Linked DNA regions of Macaca mulatta: region 1 is linked to region 2. A link is a contact called in public Hi-C data. All regions are on one chromosome and are shown on one strand. The core of a region is the stretch at or near the end of the contact, and the rest is flanking DNA. Distances in the headings are between cores, read along the strand shown. Region 1 holds the start of TMEM17 (transmembrane protein 17). Region 2 holds the start of EHBP1 (EH domain binding protein 1).

Region 1 (5,331 bases), core at 67-2,566, 170 kb before region 2:
AATAACTATTGTCAGTGGCTGCCGTGGAGACCATATGGCCTACAAAGCCTAAAGTACTTACTATCTGGCCCTTTTCAGAAAACGTCTTTTTACCTTGTATTATCAGACGTTAGTGCTCATTAAGCCTCATCCTTGGAACCAGAAACGTGAAACCTAATTTTTTCACATTTTTCTCTGTACATCCTAAATCATAAAGGCCTACATTTGGGGAATAGGCAAGTGATCAAGACGACAAAATGCAGCTTTGGGGACTGCCTTTACTTTTCTGTCCCTTTTAAAAATTCTGTAAAACCAAGCAGTGGAAAAGATTTATATTTCCCAGCAGACTTGAATGATGGAAACCACACGGGTTTGGTTGACAGTGTGTTGTCTACCATCATGATGTAGGAGGAGGAACCTGTTCTGGAGGAAACTGCGTTATCACTTGTCATCAAGTTGAAGGATGCAGAGGCATCATGGTATTTTCTTACCTTATGGTAAGAGTTACATATAGGGGAGGAGGAGGAGAAGGCAGGGAAGGGGTGAGTTTTGTTGAACGTCCGGCTAGTATGGCACATGCCAGTTGGGAGTGGATGGTGGTTTGAAAGGACTCTTAAAAAAAAATTTTTTTTCCCCCTAATCTTTTCTGCCAGAAAATGGCCTTGCTTAGGAACATACTTGTTCTGCTAGGAAAAGGGAAAAGGCAAATTTGCTCCCTGGGCGGCGGGTGGGGACAGGGGAGGTGGGGATTGCTTGGGCTGTTCCTCGCCATCCTGGACAGAAAAGCCGGGGCGGGCGCCGCAGAGGAAAAGCAAGTTGGGCCTTCGCTCTCGCGGTGCGCGGGGGACTAGCCTGTGCAGCAAGGGCTGCTTTTATCTTTTTATTTTTGGGGTTTCCCAGGAGCCATGATGGGCCTTGCTTGGCACAGAGGTCGGCCCCACCTCAGCTGCCGGGCTTGCACGGAGCAGGCCAGGCGTTAGCGCGTGCAGACCAGGCCCAGCCCGCGGCCGGAGGCCGCCAGCGCCTCAGCTCCCCGCCCCGGCCGGCCCCTCCTCCAAAGCTCTGGCCCGCACTGCGGGAAACTGACTGAAGGCGACATCGCCATTTTAGGTACGGGCAAATTCTGGACGCTCCAAAACCCACGCCAAGCCCTCAGCAGGCCACACCCCCTGCGCCGGCCTCGGTCACTCACCGGGACCCTCACTGTACTCCGGACCGGTCCGATTGGAATCAGTGAACACAGCCCGGCTGAAGTTTCCCAGCCGCTGGCGCACCGGATCCGGCAGCTCCATGCCTGGGCCTCGGTATCCCTCGCCCCCTCAGATACAGGCTAGTCTGCGGGCGTTCCGAGGCTCCGTGGTTCTCATGGCAACCGGCCGGCGCGAGGCCGGCGAGATCCGGGAGCGCGCGGGGGTGCCCGGCTGGGCCGGGTCTCGTCGGGAGCCCGCGCAACCTTGAAGGGACCGGCGTACTCAGAGCGCGTTCCAGGCCCCGGGAGCTGCGCGCCTCGGCCGTGTCCAAAACGGCAGATCTCTTAGTTCTGCTTTGAGCCCGACCATCCTAAAAACAAACCTATACTAAGAAATGAGCTGGGGTTGGACTGCGATACAAGGAGCCCTCATATCTTGCCAGTGAAACTGTAAATCGGTACAACCTTTCTGGAGGGAAATAGAGAATGAATGCAGAGCTTAAAGAATGTCTAGAGGTGTAGGGGTATGTGTGAGAGAGAGATACTATGACTGATTATTTTTTAATAAGAAAATAGAGCAATGGGCAACTGATTAAATGTACTGGAGCATATGCATTCAATGGAGTATGTTTCAGCTGCTTATAAAATGCTTGCAAAGAATATTGAATGATATAGTTTATGTAAAAATAAAGCAGAAATAAAACTAAATGAGAATAAACCTAATTTAGCAAAATTTATGTGTATGAGTGGAGGGGAGGAGAGAGCATGTGCACACCGACTTCAAAAAAAACTGGAAAAAAATATTAACAGTAGTTATCACTGGATAGTGGGATTGTAGGTGATTCAAAAATTTTTAAACACTTCTGTATTTTCTAGCTTTCTCTCTAAGATATATTACTTAATATATCAGCACCCTGTTCAAGAAACGTTACAATATTCCCAGAAACTCCCCCTTCCTATTTCCTTTCAGTCACTAAACCCCCTCCTCACTCATAACTGACCTTTCCTGAATTCTAACAGCAAAGGAGAGTTTTGCCTTTTTTTTTTTTTTTTTTTAAATCGGAACATTTATTGTGTGACTAATCCAAATATATATATATTTTTTATTCGAGACAGAGTCTTGCTCTATCGCCCAGGCTGGAGTGCAATGGCACAATCTCGGCTCACTGCAACCTCCGCCTCCCGGGTTCAAGCGATTCTTCTGCCTCAGCCTACCGAGTAGCTGGGATTACAGGCGCCCGCCACCACACTCGGTTAATTATTGTGTTTTTAGTAGAGACAGGGTTTCGCCACGTTTGCCAGGCTGGTCTTGAACTCCTGCTGCAACAGCTGTCCTCTTGGGTTTAGGTGGTGTTCCTTCAGAAAAGCCATGCCTTAACCTGCTGTACACAATTTTTAGGTGCCTCATTCGACCAGTCTCGTTGGTATTTTGGTTTTTAGCCTCGGCACTCCAATTATACTTTGTCTTGGCTTGGGAGCCGAGCCGCATTTGCCACAGGCAAACTTTTCAAGGAGGTAGATCTTAGAGTCACAAGGCAGCACTAGCTGTGCATCTTATTGCACCACTTTCTAGATGTGACACTCCCTTTGTCATCTTGCTTCTCAGTTTTGCATATTTATATAAAAGCCATGGTACTGTAAATACTTTTTAAAAATAAAAAACTGGCTTTGTCTTCAACATTACTTTCATGAAATTCCTTCATGTCATTGAGTGTAGATTATTTTGCCTTGCTCTGTGTGATCATACCACAATAAGCTTACTCATTCTACTGTTGATGAGTGTCTGTATTTTCTAGTTTGCAGCTGTTATGAATAGTGCTGCTTTGGTGAAAAGATGCCTCTTGGTGAACATATGCATGCATTTTTGTTGAGTGTGTATCGAGAGTGGAATTGCCATGTCATAGGATATGAAAGACCCAGCTTTAGTAGAGGCTGCCAACAGTTTTCCAAAGTGATCGAACCAATTCCTGCTGCCTCCAGCAATGTATGAATATTTCCATTACTCCATATACTTCACCAACACTTGTTATTTGTTATCCTTTCCTTTTAGCCCTTCTGATGGGTGTGTGGTAAAAGTATTATTTTTACAATCAAAAGGAAAATCACACATTTATATAAATGCAAGAAGAAGATATGGGTGGAAATAAATTCATGACTAGAATTTTAAAATAATTACACAAACGTTTATTGCATTCCTACTGTGTTTTTGGGTATTGTGCTAGGCTAATTAGGGATATGGTCCCTCTTCATGAAGAAGCACAGCTCAGTGAAAGAGTGAGAGATATGGAAAGAAGTAAGTGCAAACACTGTTATTATGAGTGCTCTATTAAAGGACCACTGATGAAGAACCAATTAATTCGGGTTGAAGATGTCAGGGAAAAGCTGGTTAACTTCTGCTTCATTTCAAGATGGAGCTCAGACCTGAGAATCTCCAAAAAGGCTTCTAGGACCTTCCTGAAGTAGCTTAGGTGCTCTCTTCCGTGTTTCCCAAAGTATCTTCCTGTTGTTTCTTTGGTCACAGTGCTGGTCACTCTATACTAAAATTGTCTGTTTATGTGTCTGTGTCTCTTGCTAGTCCTTAAGCTCTTAGAGGTCAAGAATGGACTTTCATCTTTATATCCCCAACACTAGCGCAGTGTGGTACCTGGCCAAGAGTAGGAGCTGGATGACCGTTGAGTGAGTAAAATGAAGAAAAAGCCTAATAACCACTCTCTTGTCTTCCCTTTCTAGTTCAAGGACTTAGCCAGCCCTGTATAAGGTTCACTTTGTAGAATGGTGAATTGGTGTATTAAAACATAGTGAATTTATAACAATTTAAAAAACCTTAGCAACAGATAATCACTTCTCATCTATCAAATGAACCGAGGTTTTTTTAATAAAGGGAACAGTGACGCAGGAGGCCTCAGGCTCAGCTGATTGAATTATAATTTGGCCAACTGCATTGAGACAAGCAATTGGCAATATATAGAAATAGCCTTTAGGCTGGGCGTGATGGCTCACGCCTATAATCCCAGCACTTTGGGAGGCTGAGGCGGGCAGATCACCAGGTCAGGAAATCGAGACCATCCTGGCTAACATGGTGAAACCTCGTCTCTACTAAAAATACAAAAAACTAGCCGGGCGAGGTGGCGGGCGCCCGTAGTCCCAGCTACTTGGGAGGCTGAGGCAGGAGAATGGCGTAAACCCGGGAGGCGGAGCTTGCAGTGAGCTGAGATCCGGCCACTGCACTCCAGCCCGGGCGACAGAGCGAGACTCCCTCTCAAAAAAACAAAAACAAAAACAAAAACAAAAAATTAGCTGGGTGTGGTGGTGGGCGCCTGTAGTCCCAGCTACTTGGGAGGCTGAGGCAGGAGAATGGCAGGAGGAGGAGCTTGCAGTGAGCCGAGATCGTACCACTGCACTCCAGCCTGGGCCACAGAGTGAGAATCAGTCTCAAAAAAAAAAAAAAAAAAAAAGCCTTTAAAACATTCCTGCCTCCTGTAATAAAATAATTTAAATCTTAATACTCTGGGGAAAATAATCATAGAAACAAAGTTTTATACACCAAATGCTTCTCCAACATTATTGATAATTGTTTAGAAAAGAGAGAGGTGAGTGGGCATTTGAAGTGCCCAACCACAGCGCCTGGTTAAGCAGATTATGATATTTATGGTGAGGTGTTGGGCTGCAGTAGAGAGAATGTCCTTGAAAGCTGAGAGGACAGGGTTCAAATACCCTAAAATTCCCAATGTACCATTTAAGAGCTATGTGACTGATTTCAGATACTTGTTTTGTAAAGTAAGAATAATAATATCTTACTATTGTGGTTGATGTGAATATTATATCATTAAGGCTCTCTATACATGATAGTTACCATTTACACATCAATTAAAGTGAAGGTTATGAAGAAGCAACACCTAGAGTGGAGTCAAATAATGCTGGTATTTAATTTTGTGAATTCTACTGGACCTGCTAGGTAATACCTCTATTGCTTTCCTAATAAAGACAGTAGAGGCAATTAAGCATTAAAGCAGTCCATTATGTTAACCAAAAACCTATGTGAATTCTTATCAAAACCCTAAGTGAATTATTTTAAATATATTTTCCCCCAGCATTGAGAAAAGATGTAAGATACCTTCTTCAGATTGTAATTATTTTTATCAAAATCCTGGAGGAAAAAAAAT
Region 2 (5,214 bases), core at 2,222-4,721:
AAAGGTAACTTCTAGCATGCCAAAAGATCCCAGCTAATATATGACATAAGGAGTGGTCATGAGGATTGAGGATAAGTGAATTCTTAGTAATTATTATAAAATCCTGAGTCCACCTAAATTATTGCTGTTCCAGTCTTGGTACCAATTGAATTAATGGGAGATAAATAATGTTAAATGTATTCTTTAAGACTCTTTAGTCCTTGAGGTAGTGATGTTTGGCACTAAGTATTCCCCAAGTATTCCTGAAGGTCTGTTTTGTTCTTTTCTGTCTTATGTTTGCTACCAAACACAATAGCATATGCTACTAGTTACCATTTGACTGTTTACTATGTGCCAGATACTTTATGTACATATCTTCCATTTTCTCAACATCCCAGAAAGGTAGGCATGATTATGTTATACAGGATCATGCTGTAAGAAGCTGGGACTTAGAGAGGTTAGTAATTTGTATTACTTTCTTGTGTACACATGGAACATGTTCCTGAAACTCTTTGAGAACAGGGACTGTAACTTTTATGTACTATTGGTAATATTTAATATGATCACGCTGGGAGCAGTGGCTCAAGTCTGCAATCCCAGCACTCTGGAAGGCTGAGGCAGGCAGATCACTTGACCTCAGGAGTTCAGCCTGGGCAATATGGTGAAACCCTGTCTCTACAAAAAGTAAAAAAAAAATAGCCTATCAGTTAATAGAGTTGCTCCTTTAAAAAGAAAAAAAATTAGCCGGGTAGCACATGACCATAGTCCCAGCTACTCAGGAAGTTGAGGTGGGAGGACTGCTTGAGCCTGGGTGGTTGAGGCTGTAGTGAGCCTTGATGAGGGAACTGCACTCCAGTCTGTGTAACAGAGAGAAACCCTGTCTCAAGAAAAAAAAAGATTAATATTCAGTTGGTATTCAATAACTATCAACAAAGCAGCCCAAAAGAGCTGAACATATTCTATATTTAATATTCTTCAATAAATTTAGTTAGTAGACAGGTTGTTTTTAAAAATGTTACAGGGGAAGAAGTAGCTGCTCTGTAGGGCCTCCAGGAGACAGCTTATGAACATGAGGTCAGCGGCAGAACAGTGTCAAGAGCTGTTCTTGATTCCTTCACTCATTTAGTAAACTATTCTAACCTTGATCTCTTCTTAGCTACCTTGGTGTCTAGAAGGAAAAATAAGAGTTTACATCCAAGACAAATACTTCCCCTAAAAAGAAGAGCTGTCATAAGAAACCATCAGTCTCTTGAAATTTCCCACAACTTGAGGAAGATTCCCTAGGGATCCTACTCCTTTATTTATTTATTTTTTAAAAGACACTATTTAAAACATTACTTTTAAGAGAATTTCTTTACAATAAAAGTCAGTCTCTTTTTTTCTCTCTCTTCCCCCTCTCCCTTTTGAGTAAGGGAAGCATGTTAAAAGAAACCAGAATGACCACATGAGAAAGTTTGAGAACTTACGAAGAACAGTAATAAATAGGGTGCAAAAACCTTCTGATCGTCATGTGGATTGTTTCTGAAGGGTAACTTGGATGAAAATAATTTATGACCATTTCTACAAATTAGCCATTAAAGAACTCCACACACTTAAAGCCTATTAATGATGCAGAATATATTATTATATGAGATCATAACGGCTATAGGTTGTAGTGACTTCGTAAACTACTCAGGAAGGACATCAGAGAACTCTTAATACAAAAGAATCAATATGATTATTACGATTATTGTAACATTTTAGAATTGACTAGCAAAATAAGCGATAACTATGCTCTCTTCTGTAAAATGCACACTGTGCTCTTGTGTTATTAGATCACTTTCTTTATTGAAAGTGGAAATTGAATTAGATACTGGATTCAAGCCTTCCATCTATCTGTCTCCCCATCTCTCTTGATTCTTCAACATGTCTCTCCACTTTGTCTTGGCCCCCAGTGTCTACAGATGGACTCAATTCTCACTCACCACTGCTCTCCCTGTCCCTGAAAGAATCCTCCCTGGACCCTAACACCTTTCAAGCTACTTTGTCCATGAACCCTGCTTTCCAACTTTCGTAAGACTGAACGATCCTTGTTTCCAGAGCCTATCCCGCTTCCTTTCTTTTTATGTTAGCTTGCCTCTCTTTTTCTCCCCAAACTGTCTGCCCATTGCTTGCTGATGCGCCTACTTCTCTGATTATTCCTTCTCAGTCTCTTTCCCATTTTACTCTTAAATTTTATTCCTTAAATGCTAGGATTCCCCTGAAGTTTCATTCTTTGTCCTGTTTCTCTACGCCAGAGGTCTGTGAACCATCTAAAACTGAAAACAAATTTTTGTGTTTTGAGACAGGACACTTTTTCCCCCTTGAGAAAGTATCTGTAGCTTTCATGTTCTCAAAAGGGCCCTTGGCTCTTTTAACAAGATTAAGTGTCCCTGCCCTCACTCTGCCTCCTCCTTTTTGCCTTTGACTACCCTTTTTGTACGCTAGCTGTTCCCAAATCCATCTACAGTTCTCACTGGGGGCAAAAGAGTCCGACAGCGAAGAGGAGAAACCAAGATTCAAAGAAACGTGAAGACTCCGAACAAGAAGAAATTGTACTGTACACATTCTGTGTCTAGCTCAGCTGATCAATCCTCTTGAAGACCAGTTGACTCAATGTTGGGCGGGGAGCGGGTTGAGGGGGGGTGGCTGACAGGGTCATTACTTCAGGTTGTCAGGTAAGATCCCAGGAGGAATTGGTGAAATAAAGGCTGTATGCGCAAAAACCCTAGTTGCCAGTGGTGGAGGAGAGGGCGCGCCCAGGTCCTCGCGGAGATGAGAACAGGAGAGAAACCCACAGGCAGCCGCACTGCCCACAGCTGCTGCGAAGCCAGTCTCCAGGTCTGCAATCACCCTTAGGGTCCAGAAACCCAGCCCGGCACCGGCGGCGCCTTTGACGGACAGCCACCTTCTACAATCACCTTCCAGTTCAGTATAAACACTCCCTATTCCTCCCGCCTATCGCTTCCCTCTCCAAGCCAATCAGAAGAACGGGCGGGATCGTACTTAGTCGGTTCCTTTTTTTTTTTTTTTTTTTTTTTTTTTTACAAAAAGGTTGCCTGTGCGTCGCGTTCCGGCTTGGAGAAAAACCACCTCCCAAGCAAGGGGAAGGTGGAGCCCCTTTGATGGGCAGGCAGTTCTACCAGTCAGGCACCCCAGCCACTCTAAGACCCGGCCGCTGAGGTGGGCGGGGCACGCGCGGGACCCGGCCAATGGCGGCGGGGCGGTGGAGGTTCAGCTGCGGTGGGTAGGGTTAGTGTGAGAGGTGCGGCGGGGGAGGTAATGATGATGGTGGCGGAGGAGGAAGGCGGGGGAGGGGGTGCTGGGCGCTGAGCGGCGGCTCTGGCAGGGTTTGGTAGGGTGGGGGACGGTCGCGGGGCGATCTGTCAGGGAGGGGGCGGGCGTGAGGGGCGCCGTCCGCCTGAGGGGCTGCAGATCCCGGCTCCCGCGAGCGCCGTGGCTGGCTTGGCTGTTCCATGTGGCTCCGGCGGGGATGGAGGACTCGGTGGCGGCGGCGGCGGCTGCTGCTGCGGCGGCGACGGAGGAGCGCCTCTGAGAAGGGAACGGGGCCAGACACAACCCGACAGCGGGATTAGAGGTGTGAGGAGGGGGCGGGAGTGGACGAGCGGCGGGGCCGGGGCTTGGGGTCCGGGCTGGGGTCTTCTGGTATCGCCTGGGTGACAGGGACCGCGGACGAGCCACCGCCTGCCTCCGCTGGGGGGCAGGGGTCTGGGCTCTGTGCGTGAGGAGACTGGGCTCCGGCGGACTGTTCCCCTGAGGATGGGGGAGGGAGGCACCGCACCCTGCACAGTCCACTTGCCCCGCTGGTCATTGCTTCACGCCCAGGCAGGAGTTTCCATTTCCCTCCGGTTGGCAGCGAAGGAGCCCAAGTGGCCTGGAGCCGGGACATTGCCCTCTCTCTGCCTGGAGATTTCCCTCCACTCCTCGTTTCCCATCCATTTCCTCCCTCCGACTGAAAAACAGCATTCCTCCTGGCTCCCTAATTTGTTCCAAGCACATATTGTCGGACTTGAGGCTATTAATTATCGGCTGAAAAACAAAGTTTATTAAAAATACTCCACTCCTCCCTCTGACTGGCGGTGGACATTAAACAGCATCCCTAGACTTTCCCGCTCTGCTCGCCCTTCTGTGATGCTAACGGGGAGGTAGGGCCCCGAGTTACCATCTCTCTGGATTGTTGTTGATGCTGACTACCTGATGTGTCGCTCCACGTCTTCGGTGTGAATTGTAATTTCTTCCTTGGTGTCTTGCATCCTTGATGTTACTGGCTTTTGAGGTCGGTGTTTTGTTTCATTGTTTAAAAGACATGCAGAGAACTGGGATGGTCTTTTGCAGCGTTATTTAACATGGGTGGTTAGTCACTTCTCATGATTCTCTCCTCATATTCTTTCTCTTTTTGTCTTTGTTTTGCTTTTCAGTCCTCCAGAATACACATATAGCCCCTGAGGTGGCATGGTGATGTCTCCATGAGGGAACCCCCTCCCACTCATCCTGTCACGTATATCATAGTGTTCTTGACTGGGCCATTCATCTAAGATGGAATTTACCCTGTGAAACAGGGAGAAGACTTATGGACCCCAAGCATCATTTCGAGTTGTAGTTGAGTTTTTAAAAGACATACATGCAAAGTTCGTTTGCTTTGGACCCTCTGCATTATTAAAGCTGCTGTATTGCTAACCCAGAACTGCTCCAGTGTCTTGACTGATCATCATGGCTTCAGTTTGGAAGAGACTGCAGCGTGTGGGAAAACATGCATCCAAGTTCCAGTTTGTGGCCTCCTACCAGGAGCTGATGGTTGAGTGTACGAAGAAATGGTAAGATGTATGTGGAGGTAGAGTTTGCTGTGCTGTGGCCTAAACTCTGGGTCTTCTGATAGTTTATTTACCTTTCTACAGTGCACTAATGTGTAGAAGCTGGGTGGGGTGCAGATAACTCTAACAAGTACTATGCTGTGCACAGTTGCAGCTAGTATCATCCCTGTGGATTTTAATTACTGCACTTCAGTATGGCTCAGAGGACTGTAACTGTGAGAGCACACTAAATACAGTACATTTGGTTTTGAGGTTATTCATCATTAGTGTTAAAATAACTTTGATTTTTGTAATTTTAAGGAGACAAAGAATGGCTACTGAAATATTGTGAGCATGTATGCATATGCTTTGATATAACATAGGCATATGACTGAATTGAGTTTTA

Evidence for each region. Hi-C and Micro-C count contacts between places; a contact is called where the count stands out from the background.
Region 1: a contact with region 2 is called in a Hi-C map of fetal cortical plate, with 2.5 times the contacts expected there. The contact joins the promoter of TMEM17 here to the promoter of EHBP1 in region 2. A contact is called at or near these places in 3 of 14 Hi-C or Micro-C datasets (cortical neurons, fetal cortex germinal zone and fetal cortical plate).

The regions. Positions count from the first base shown.
Region 1 is chr13:62,218,353-62,223,683 of T2T-MMU8v2.0, reverse strand. It overlaps TMEM17 (transmembrane protein 17), which reads right to left and starts at 1,316. Exons shown (of 4, transcript XM_015112568.3): 1 at 1,172-1,316. The coding sequence starts at 1,271. It overlaps LOC106992984 (a long non-coding RNA gene), which reads left to right. Exons shown (of 15, transcript XR_013402766.1): 14 at 388-476; 15 at 880-1,886.
Region 2 is chr13:62,048,395-62,053,608 of T2T-MMU8v2.0, reverse strand. EHBP1 (EH domain binding protein 1) reads left to right here and starts at 3,471. Exons shown (of 25, transcript NM_001261566.2): 1 at 3,471-3,595; 2 at 4,437-4,832. The coding sequence starts at 4,729.